Regions from separate parts of the Sus scrofa genome. Here region 2 is linked to region 1. Evidence: chromatin contacts called from public HiChIP or PLAC-seq data. All regions are on one chromosome and are shown on one strand. The core of a region is the stretch at or near the end of the contact, and the rest is flanking DNA. Distances in the headings are between cores, read along the strand shown.

What was found. HiChIP or PLAC-seq counts read pairs in DNA pulled down with a chosen protein or histone mark.
Region 2: a contact with region 1 is called in an H3K27ac HiChIP or PLAC-seq map of skeletal muscle, with 4 times the contacts expected there. The contact joins the enhancer-like site here to the promoter of POP4 in region 1. A contact is called at or near these places in 14 of 47 Hi-C or Micro-C datasets (brain, embryonic fibroblasts, fetal heart ventricle and 8 more) and 1 of 2 datasets of contacts at active chromatin or transcription factors (skeletal muscle).

Annotation. Positions count from the first base shown.
Region 1 is chr6:39,733,098-39,737,730 of Sscrofa11.1, reverse strand. It overlaps POP4 (ribonuclease P protein subunit p29), which reads right to left and starts at 3,208. Exons shown (of 7, transcript XM_003127004.4): 1 at 2,961-3,208; 2 at 680-732. The coding sequence starts at 2,967.
Region 2 is chr6:39,981,924-39,986,563 of Sscrofa11.1, reverse strand. No RefSeq gene overlaps it. Among named protein-coding and RNA genes, the nearest start is that of URI1, 59 kb to the left of the region's middle. Within about 2 kb of position 1,578, at least 16 of the 83 cell types and tissues checked have an H3K27ac peak or open chromatin away from gene starts, as enhancers often do. A contact at or near this core is called in retroperitoneal adipose tissue, skeletal muscle and undifferentiated spermatogonia, where this site is marked.

The DNA of each region.
Region 1 (4,633 bases), core at 1,959-4,458:
TGGTGCAGCGGAAACGAATCTGACTAGGAACCATGAGGTTCTGGGTTCAATCCCTGGCCTCGCTCAGTGGGTTAAGGATCCAGTGTTGCTGTGAGCTGTGCTATAGGTCACAGACTCGGCTCGGATCCTGCATTGCTGTGGCTGTGGGTTAGGCCGGCAGCTGTAGCTCCAACTGGACCCCCAGCCTGGGAACCTCCATATGCCATGGATGTGACCCTAAAAAGCAAAGAAGGAAAAACAAAAACAAAAACAAAAAAACAAAAAACTCCCTCATTCTGAGTCACCAGTGAAACTTCTGTTTGTAGTACCCAGATATAATCCATAAATGACAATTAGGAAATGTGACCTGCCTGGCCTCTTCAGGAGTGAAGGGAGCACAGTAACAAGGTCAAAAGACAGTGCCTGCCACAGCAGCTTCCAGGTGAGCGCAGCCCGGTGTCCCCTACACAGTGGGAGACGACACTGATCCTGAGTTCCAGTTAACCCAACTTGACTCTGGTAGCATGGAAAGGGAGACCCAGGGGAACAACAGACCCCGATTAAGCCTAACATGTCTGCTGGAAACGTGAGGAGTAAAACGTGGGAAAGGATGGCTAAAACAGCCCTACGGGTGGAGAAGCCACGGAGCCATGTCTGCCATCACCTCTGTTGCTCCCAGACCTCCTGCCAAGCACTGTACCTGAACATCGAACTCTTTCGCCTCTTTCTGAGAAAAGGCATTGTAGATCACACCTGGGGGATTTAAAACAAACAAACATGAAACAAACAATTCCGATCACTATGGCTTATAAGACCCAAGCCTTTTCTAATCATGAAAATAACCATGCTTATTCATGGAGAGAAGATACCAATGGTACAAAGAGCATAGCTTCAAAACTTTCCTGGACGCCTCCTGTCCTACTGTCCATCCATCCCAGAAGTTCCAAAGGTGTGCTTTAAAATAGTGCTTCTCAAACGTTAAGAACCTCTGTGATCTTGGAAGTTCCCGTTGTGGCTCAGTGTGTAACAAGCCCGACTAGAATCCATGAGGATGTGGGTTTGATCCCTGGCCTCGCTCAGTGGGTTAAGGACCTATGGTCTAGGTCACGGATGAGGTGTGGATCTGGCGTTGCTGTGGCTGTGGTGCAGGCCAGCAACTACAGCTCCAATTCCGCCCCTAGCCTAGGAACATCCATATGCCGCAGGTGCAGCCTTAAAAAGGGAAAAAAAAAAAAAAAAAAATCTCTGGGATCTTATTACAATGAAGAGTCTTGGGTGCCACTTTCAGATCCTGCATTTCTAACAAGTTCTCAGATGCTACTGCAGCTCAGCAGACCATATTTGGAGTTGCACTGGTTTAAAATTCCACAGGTTAGGAGCCCGAGCTCTAGAAGTCTAAAGATGTAACCCATTTAAAAGTTATGAGACAGGGATTTCCAGGATGAAGGAGGTCGGAACTACATTTTGTTAACATTTAGATATTTAAAAAAGACTTGTCACATTTTAATATCTATGAAATTGAGATGCATCATACAACTGATGGTGTCCTAACCTGATAAAATACAGATCTTCAAGCTCAAAATATATATTGCTCAGTGTGGTTTCAATCTTTAAAAACTCTTACGCTCCTGTTTCTTATTTATTTTTTTTTTTTTTGTCTTTTTGCCATTTTTGGGGCTGCTTCCGTGGCATATGGAGGTTCCCAGGCTAGGGATCGAATCGGAGCTGCAGCCACTGGCCTACACCACAGCCACAGCAATGCAGGATCCGAGCCGCGTCTGCAACCTACACCACAGCTCATGGCAACGCTGGATCCTTAACCCACTGAGCAAAGCCAGGGATGGAACCTGAAACCTCATGGTTCCTAGTCAGATTCGTTAACCACTGAGCCAAGGTGGGAACTCCCTCCTGGTTCTTAATTTGTCTGAAGAAGAAAACCACACACTGAGGACAGAATATGGGTGTGAACGGAATAAAAATGAGACAAAGACCTGGTTTAAGGGCCAAAAGATTAGAAAGTCTGGTTCATACTAGACTCTGTAAATTCTGCCCCAGCTCTCTTTGTGCTTCTCAGGTACATTGGACCAAGCAAGCCAAAGGGGTTACAAGTTTTATATACACAGTCTGGTTCTCCCTCCAATGGAAGATAGGGATTAAAACCTATCTGCAGGGCCTGGAACCCCCGGAATGACTTTGTGCTTGTCATAGGTTCCTAGCATTAGACGTGGAAGTCTTTTTTTTTTTTTTCCTTTCTGTAACAATAGATATCTAACAGTTAGTGACCCCTCATTACTTGCCATGCCCCTGATTTAAAGCTACATACATTTTATCTCATTACACTTTCTGAACAATCCTTTAAAGGAGCTATTATTCCTATTCTATACTAAGAAAACTGAAGTTCAGATACGCTGAGACACTGGATCACATACATAGGAAGTGAGAGAGGTGGCCCTCAAAATCCAGTTTTAAAGGTGTCACTCCCCTGCCTATAACTGTCCTGGGTGCTTGCTCCTCTCCTTGGCACACCTCTTCTCTGCTCAACTCCCAAAGCTTTGGTTTAGTGATATCGTTCCCCAGCACGCTCCCTGAGCTTTACACTAGGGAAGAGTCCCTCACATAACATCAGGCTGGGCAGGCACCTTCATCAGTACCTTACACAAAGGTAAACAGGGTTGCAGAGAGGAGCAGGGCCTTGACCAGGCCACCCAGGGAGGTACTGGCCAAGTTCGGCCAGGGCCTTGGGCCCTCCTCTAGCACCACACACGACTGGCAGCGCCCCCGAGATTAACCTGCTTCCAGCTCTGCCATCAATCCCTAGCTCAGAGACTGAGCCAGGCACACTGGGACTCCCGTGCCTTAGTTTTATTTATGTTAAGGAGGGATAATTCCCACAACAGTTCCACCAGCACCCACATCTAGTCTCCGACTCTTTACACCTCACTCCACCCCTCTCCAAAGTCGTGGCCCTCAACCTGGCTTACTCTTCATTCTCGGACCGCTTCCGGTGCGCTTTTCTGACGTCTCCTTCAGCGTCGCTCCCTCTTTACCTCCCTCTACTTTCTTCAGCAGCCTCGACTACCAAGCCTCTCGCCAAAGTTTGTGGCGGAGAGGTTTCCTGTGTCTGAAGTCGCGCGGTATGCTACATTGATACCAACACGCTCCTACTTTTAGCTGGAGTCGCTGCCCCAAACTCGAGGTTGGCGCCCCTGTGACGTCACCGACGCGCGCCGACCTAGGTTGGCGCATGCGCCTTGGGGCGGACTCCGCCGCACAAAGCGCCGTGGGGCTCTTTTCAGTTCGTGTGTTTTCTAGGCGAGGGAAGGCCAGAGGCAGTAGGGTTGGAGTTGGGGTGTGACATGCTTATGAAAGCCTGGAGTAGAGAGAGGCGGGTCGACTTGGAGAGGACTCGAGGGAGGTTGGGCCCCCGGGGTGGGTGGAAACGGGTTGGGGCGGGGCGGGGGGTGGTGATGGAGGAAATGAGTCTCTGCGGTCCCTGGTGAGTGCTCTCTACAGACCATCTGAGGCACTGAAGGATAGAAGGCTTAGGTTCTTATTCTGTCTGCTGTTAGCTAGGTGTGCAACCTCGCTTAAGGCACTTCCCATCTCTGGGCCTCACTTTTCCCCGTTCTGCTTAGTGGGGTTGGACTTGATGGTCTCAGAGTTTTCTAGAGGCTCGGCATATTAGTTTCCGTCAATAAGATGAAAGGCAAGGAGGAGTTCCTGCCGTTGGACAATGGGTTAAGAATCCGACTAGAGTGACCAGCGGTTAGATTCCCCCGGGCACCCCGGGCAGTGGGTTAAAGGATCCTTTGTTGCTACGGCTACGGCTCAGGTCTGAGCGCCTGGGATTCAATCCTTGCCCTGGAACAACTTCCTTATGCCGCGGGTCCGGCCTTAGGTTGAACAAAAAAAGTTAGAAGGCAAGGAGTTGATTCCCATTGCCCCGGGGTTGGGTTCAAGAAGTGTGTCAAGAAGGCCTGGGTGGAGGCCTCTTAGAAGCTACCTTAAGTTTTGCTGAGAGCTGGGCCTGGGTAGGGCCCTGCTCTGGAGAGAAAAGCAATACAGAGAGGTTCTGTGGTGGCTCAGTGGGTTAAGGATTTGGCCACTGTCACTGCTGTGGCTCTGGATACTGCTGTGGCACTAGTTTGATCCCTGGCCCAGGAAATTCCACGCATTCCACTGGCATGGCCAAAAAGAAAAAAAATAATGAAAAATAAAAGCAATATGGTCCATGTATTCTAAGCCAGTGGTTCTCAACTTTCAGTACAGTATAAACTCCTTTTAAAGGAAAAAAAAAAAAATTTCCCAGGGAATCCTGGGAGTATGTCCACACACCTGAGTTTGAGAAATATTTAAGTTTCTTTGGGTGGTGACCTTGTGTCATTTTGATCTTAAACATAAGACTACAGGCCCTGGAACTGAGCATTTACCTTCTATGTATATTACTATCAAAATGGAAACAGAGCATTAAAACTAAAATATGTCATATTTTCAGATGTCTGAGAATACTTAGGAGCCCACGGGATTAAATTTGAGAAATTGCTCTTGGGGTTCCATACTATGTAAACTACCAAATGTATATTTTATTTTTTTAATTTATTTTTTATTCTTTTTGTTTTTTTAGAGACGCACCCGCAGCATATGGAGGTTCCGA
Region 2 (4,640 bases), core at 329-2,828, 250 kb before region 1:
GCAAAAAAGCCTCCGCTGACTATGCATGCTGGTGTCCAGACTTTTGTGGTCTATTTTTAGAATGTAGGACACCTTTCTCGCAGAATAGACAAGACGCACTAATCCAGGAGGGAGGCCTGGGAGAGATGAAGATGGCAAGTCTAGATATGAATTAGTCGCGAGTATATTATTTAAAGAAATGTTGAACAGCTAGGCAAATATTTGATACCTTGGAATTGGAGCCGGCATTTTCAGAGGCAGAAAGGCAGCAGCGGCTGCTGGAGGCACTACCCCTCACCCAGCTGGTGTACCTGGCTGTCACGCCAGTTCTACAGGCCCCCTCTTGCTGCATGCTGAGATGTGATTAAACCTGTATGCCTACTGGAACCGTGTGTAAGACATGGTGTGTGCCTGCACACTGGACCCAAGTCTCAGGGACAGTGCCTGGTGCATGAATGGATGCAGTTTTTTTCTTTTTTAAAGGAGAACTTGTTTTCCTTAAATATTCCATCACATTATTGTAAGGATGTGGCATCCCCATCAGTGTGGCCTCTTTTTGGAGAGGGATCAAAGAGCCTGACCCCTAATTTTTTTTTTTTTTTTTTTTTTTTGGACATGCCCGAGGCATATGTAAGTTTCAGGGCCAGGGATGGGAATAGCACCACATCAGTGACCTGGGCCACAGCAGTGATACCAGATCCTTAACCCACTGAGCTGCCAGGGAACTCCAGCCCTAACTTGGACTCTCTGGTCTGGAGTTCCCAGAAAAACCAAAGAATTCCTCTTAGTTCAGAAAACAGGTCCTGTCTATAAGGCACAAGGCCCCAGGCAGAGCCTCCAGGTTTGGATAGAGGCTGGGAGAATCTTTTATTCCGGCAGAGAATTATCCTCTGGGAGCTCACAGGCACAAGGCCCAGAAGGCAAATGCCACCAGGTGCACCTGTCCATGGAGAGACGGGGCTGTCTTTACACAGGCTACCATACCCAAGGGTGGAGGCCAGTTTACAGATGGAGAGACAGAAAATTCATGGTATGACCAAGGTTCCACACGGCTGAGCGATAGGATGACATCAGAGCATGTGTGTGAAAGGCGGTCTGGGCTTTTACAAAAGCCACAGCTAATATTTATATTATAATCATGACTCACAATTATAAGCATGACTCTTACCATGGGTCTGAGTTCGACAAGAATCTCCCCAGGCAATCCGAAGGCTCCACAGGCATGCACCTTTTTTAGGTCCACTTTACAGATGAAAAAAATGGGGTTCAGAGAGTGAAGAGCTCCTCTAAGGGGGGGTGGGGGGGCCCGAGGTGGCTCCACGAGCAGGTGCGGACATCAAAGCCCAGGCGCCGAAGACCACTGCGCCACACGGCCTCTCCTGGGACGCCGCCAGCCGTTCCCATTCTGCTTGGGAAGCCAGAGCAGCGCGAGAGGGCAGAGGCGTGGGGCTTCCTGGCTATGTGGCGGGGCTGCAAGAGGCTCTGTGCGGATGGGTTGGGGGGTGTCAGCGAGGCGGGACCCGCGCCCTTGGCCTGGCCTCCGCGCTCCGCACGGCAGCTGCCCCGGCGCCGCCACCAGATGGCAGCAGATGCTTTGCGATCGCGCCTCTGGGAGGGTGAGGACGGCGGGGTCGGGGCGCCGACCTGCGGAGGCCACTCGCGGCGCGACCTCAGGAGCCAGACCGCCTCCTCCGGCCGCCCGCGTGGCTTGCGCGGTCCGCGACCCTTAGCTCGGGCCGCGAGGGAGTGCGCCCTGACCCCCTTTCAGGTTTTACCGCCGCCGCCTCACGCGGTTCGGGCGCGGACGTGTTGATTGGCTCGACCGAGGCCAGAGAAGCCGGAGGAGCGAGCAACCCCCTCGGGGAGGGCGCCCGGGCAGGTGGCCTGGAGGCTGCAGGACAAGGTCCGGCCGGACCGCCGCCCCCGCAGCGCTCCCTCTGACCCGCCTGTTTTCACACCGCTTGCTCCTCTGCCCCCTCGACCCTGTGCGAGGGAGGCTGTCACCCCGCTCGACCCCCAAGGAGACTGTGACTTGGTCAGGTCCAGGGCCTGGCTGAGGGCGCACTGGTGGGCAAAAGGCCCAGAGGGACCCAGCGCCGGGTCTCTGCTCCAAGCCGGGCCTCGCACCGACGGCGCCCAGAACCTGGAAATGAGCCAGAAATGATGCATTTGGCCATTTGGCCAAGAGTGGGTGCGGGCCCCCGGGGCAAGCCGCGGGCACTTCCCGAATCTAGGAGGTAGATGGGGCAGATGGGGAGGCAGGCAGAGCCAGAGCGAGCCAGGCTGGAGCTGTAGGAGAGGGCCTCGAGTTTGCCTTGTGAGCCATGCACGCTGGTGCAGAAGGGTGCTGACCAGGGAAGGGAGTCGCAGCGCCCGGGGGCCCTTAGCTGCACCCCACAGGGCTCCAGGCAGGAGTTGAGGGGCAGGTGGGGGCGAGCAGAGAGAAAGCCGGGAGGCTGGTTCCTGCTGAAGCCTTTGAGAAATTGGAAATAGTGTCTCACAGTCAACGCTGTAAAAGCCACGAATAAGAGTGACCGGGCCATCCAAAGCCCACCCGGCCAAGTGCACTTGCGCTCAGCCCTCAGCCCACAGCCGGACTGCTCCTGGGGTGGGGGCAGGGGGGTGTGTGTTAGTCGTGTTCCTGGGAACGTTGAAATGGGCGCCTGCAATGTGCACACTGCGGTGCTACACATTTCTTTCGGATTCCTTAGAAAAAGAAACACTCGAAACAGTGCAGTAATCAAAACACAGGAGGGGAAATGAGAAAACGTAATTGAAAACGGCAGTGATGTGGAGGGGAGTCAGCTGTCTCAAGTCCCCTTCCTGGCTCTCTCACCTACTCCCTCTGCATCTCACCTCTCTGGGTCTCCCTAGCTCATCCACTAAATGGGATCATTCCACAGGATTGCTGTGGGATTTAAGAGGAAGGATAGACTGGAAGGGGTGTGGAATTGTGAAAGGGCTGAGGACCCACCATTGTGCTCCTTGGTCTCAGACCCCCTTAGGCTCTTGCGTTATTTTATTTTATTTTTTCTCACTTCACTTGTGTTTTATTTTGCATTGTATTTTTTTTTCCACTGTACAGCATGGGGACCAAGTTACACTTACACACGTATACATTTTTTTCCCACCCTTGTTCTGTTGCGATGTAAGTATCTAGACATGGTTCTCAATGCTACTCAGCAGAATCTCATTGTAAATCCATTCCAAGGTGCATCCGATAACCCCAAGATCCTGACTGCATTGTATTTTATTTTACCTGTTTCTCTGTTTTTACTTTTTCTTTTTCTTTTTCTTTTTTTTTTTTTTTTTTTTGGTCTTTCATCCTTTTAGGGCCGCACCTGCTGCATATGGAGGTTCCCAGGCTCGGGGTGGAACAGAGCTGTTGCTGTCAGCCTACACCACAGCCACAGCAATGCCAGATCTGAGCTGCATCTGCGACCTACACCACAGCTCACAGCAACACCGGATCCTGAACCCACTGTGCAAGGCCAGGGATCGAACCCGGAACCTCATGGTTCCTAGTCGGCTTCATTTCCGCTGCACCACGATGGGAACACCTACTTTTTCTTTTTCTGCAGACCCTAGCCTGATGCTGGCACACCAACACTCTGCATGCTTCTGCCGTCCCCGTCACAGCCCTGGAATGCTGCAGGTGTGTGGGAGGGGGCTCCTGAGCCCCTGGATCTTTCTCTCAGGCCCTCTGGTCGGCTCCTGGAACGGCTCAGCCCGCTGTGACTTGTCCCTTCTCATATGGTTGACTTCACTTCCCAGGCCTCCCTGACCTCTAGTAAACAAAAGACTCCTACAGATTGATCAGAAAAAGGCAAACGACCCCATATGAAAATGGATAAAGGTAGAGCCAGACAGTTCACAGAAGAGGCGCTGCAGACGTTGAAAAGACCCTCCACGTATCTAAGTGTCAGGAACATTCAAAGGAGAACAGCACCCCGGAGGGGGACAAAAATTCAAAAGAACTCCAGAATTTGGAGCTGGGAGGTTTGCAGGAAATAGACACCTAGAGAGGTCCTTGCTGGTGGAGGGGGAATCGCTCCATCTTTTGACTTGTGCATTATTCACTGCAGTTTTAAAATGTCTGTAGCAGGAAATAGTTTACATATTGTCCTGTGTTTTCTTTCTCTCCACCTGATATTCCCTTCGTCCCCTCCTCCCCGTCCCTCCTCCACGCCCATCAAATGCAGGCAGCTGGGCCATTCTTGCTGCCTCATCTCAGGAGAGGAGTGGGAGGGTGAGCAATTTTCCAGCTTTCTTTCCTAAAAGCAAGCCCTCAAGTAAACAGAGAAGACACTGCATCCAGAGGGAACATTTGGAGAAACTTTAGGAGAGCAGAGTGTTAAGGAAGCCCCCCTCCCTGCCCTCCCCTCTGCCCTTCAGAAAAGATTTCTCTGGACTGGGATCCAGATGGGTGGACAGCATGGGGACAGAGAAAATGGCAGAGGATGACAAGAGCCGAGACCTTGGCCTGGAGAGAGCAGGGGAGGGCTGCTGGGTGTCTGAGTCTTCCTGCAGTAGGCAGGCCCTCTCCTGAGATGCTGCGCTAAGACCCTCCGATCATCTCAAGCCCAGCCCACACCCCACACTGCAGAACCAGGAGACAGAGCTGCCTGGATTGAAGGAAGGGTCCATGATGTCGCTGCCTG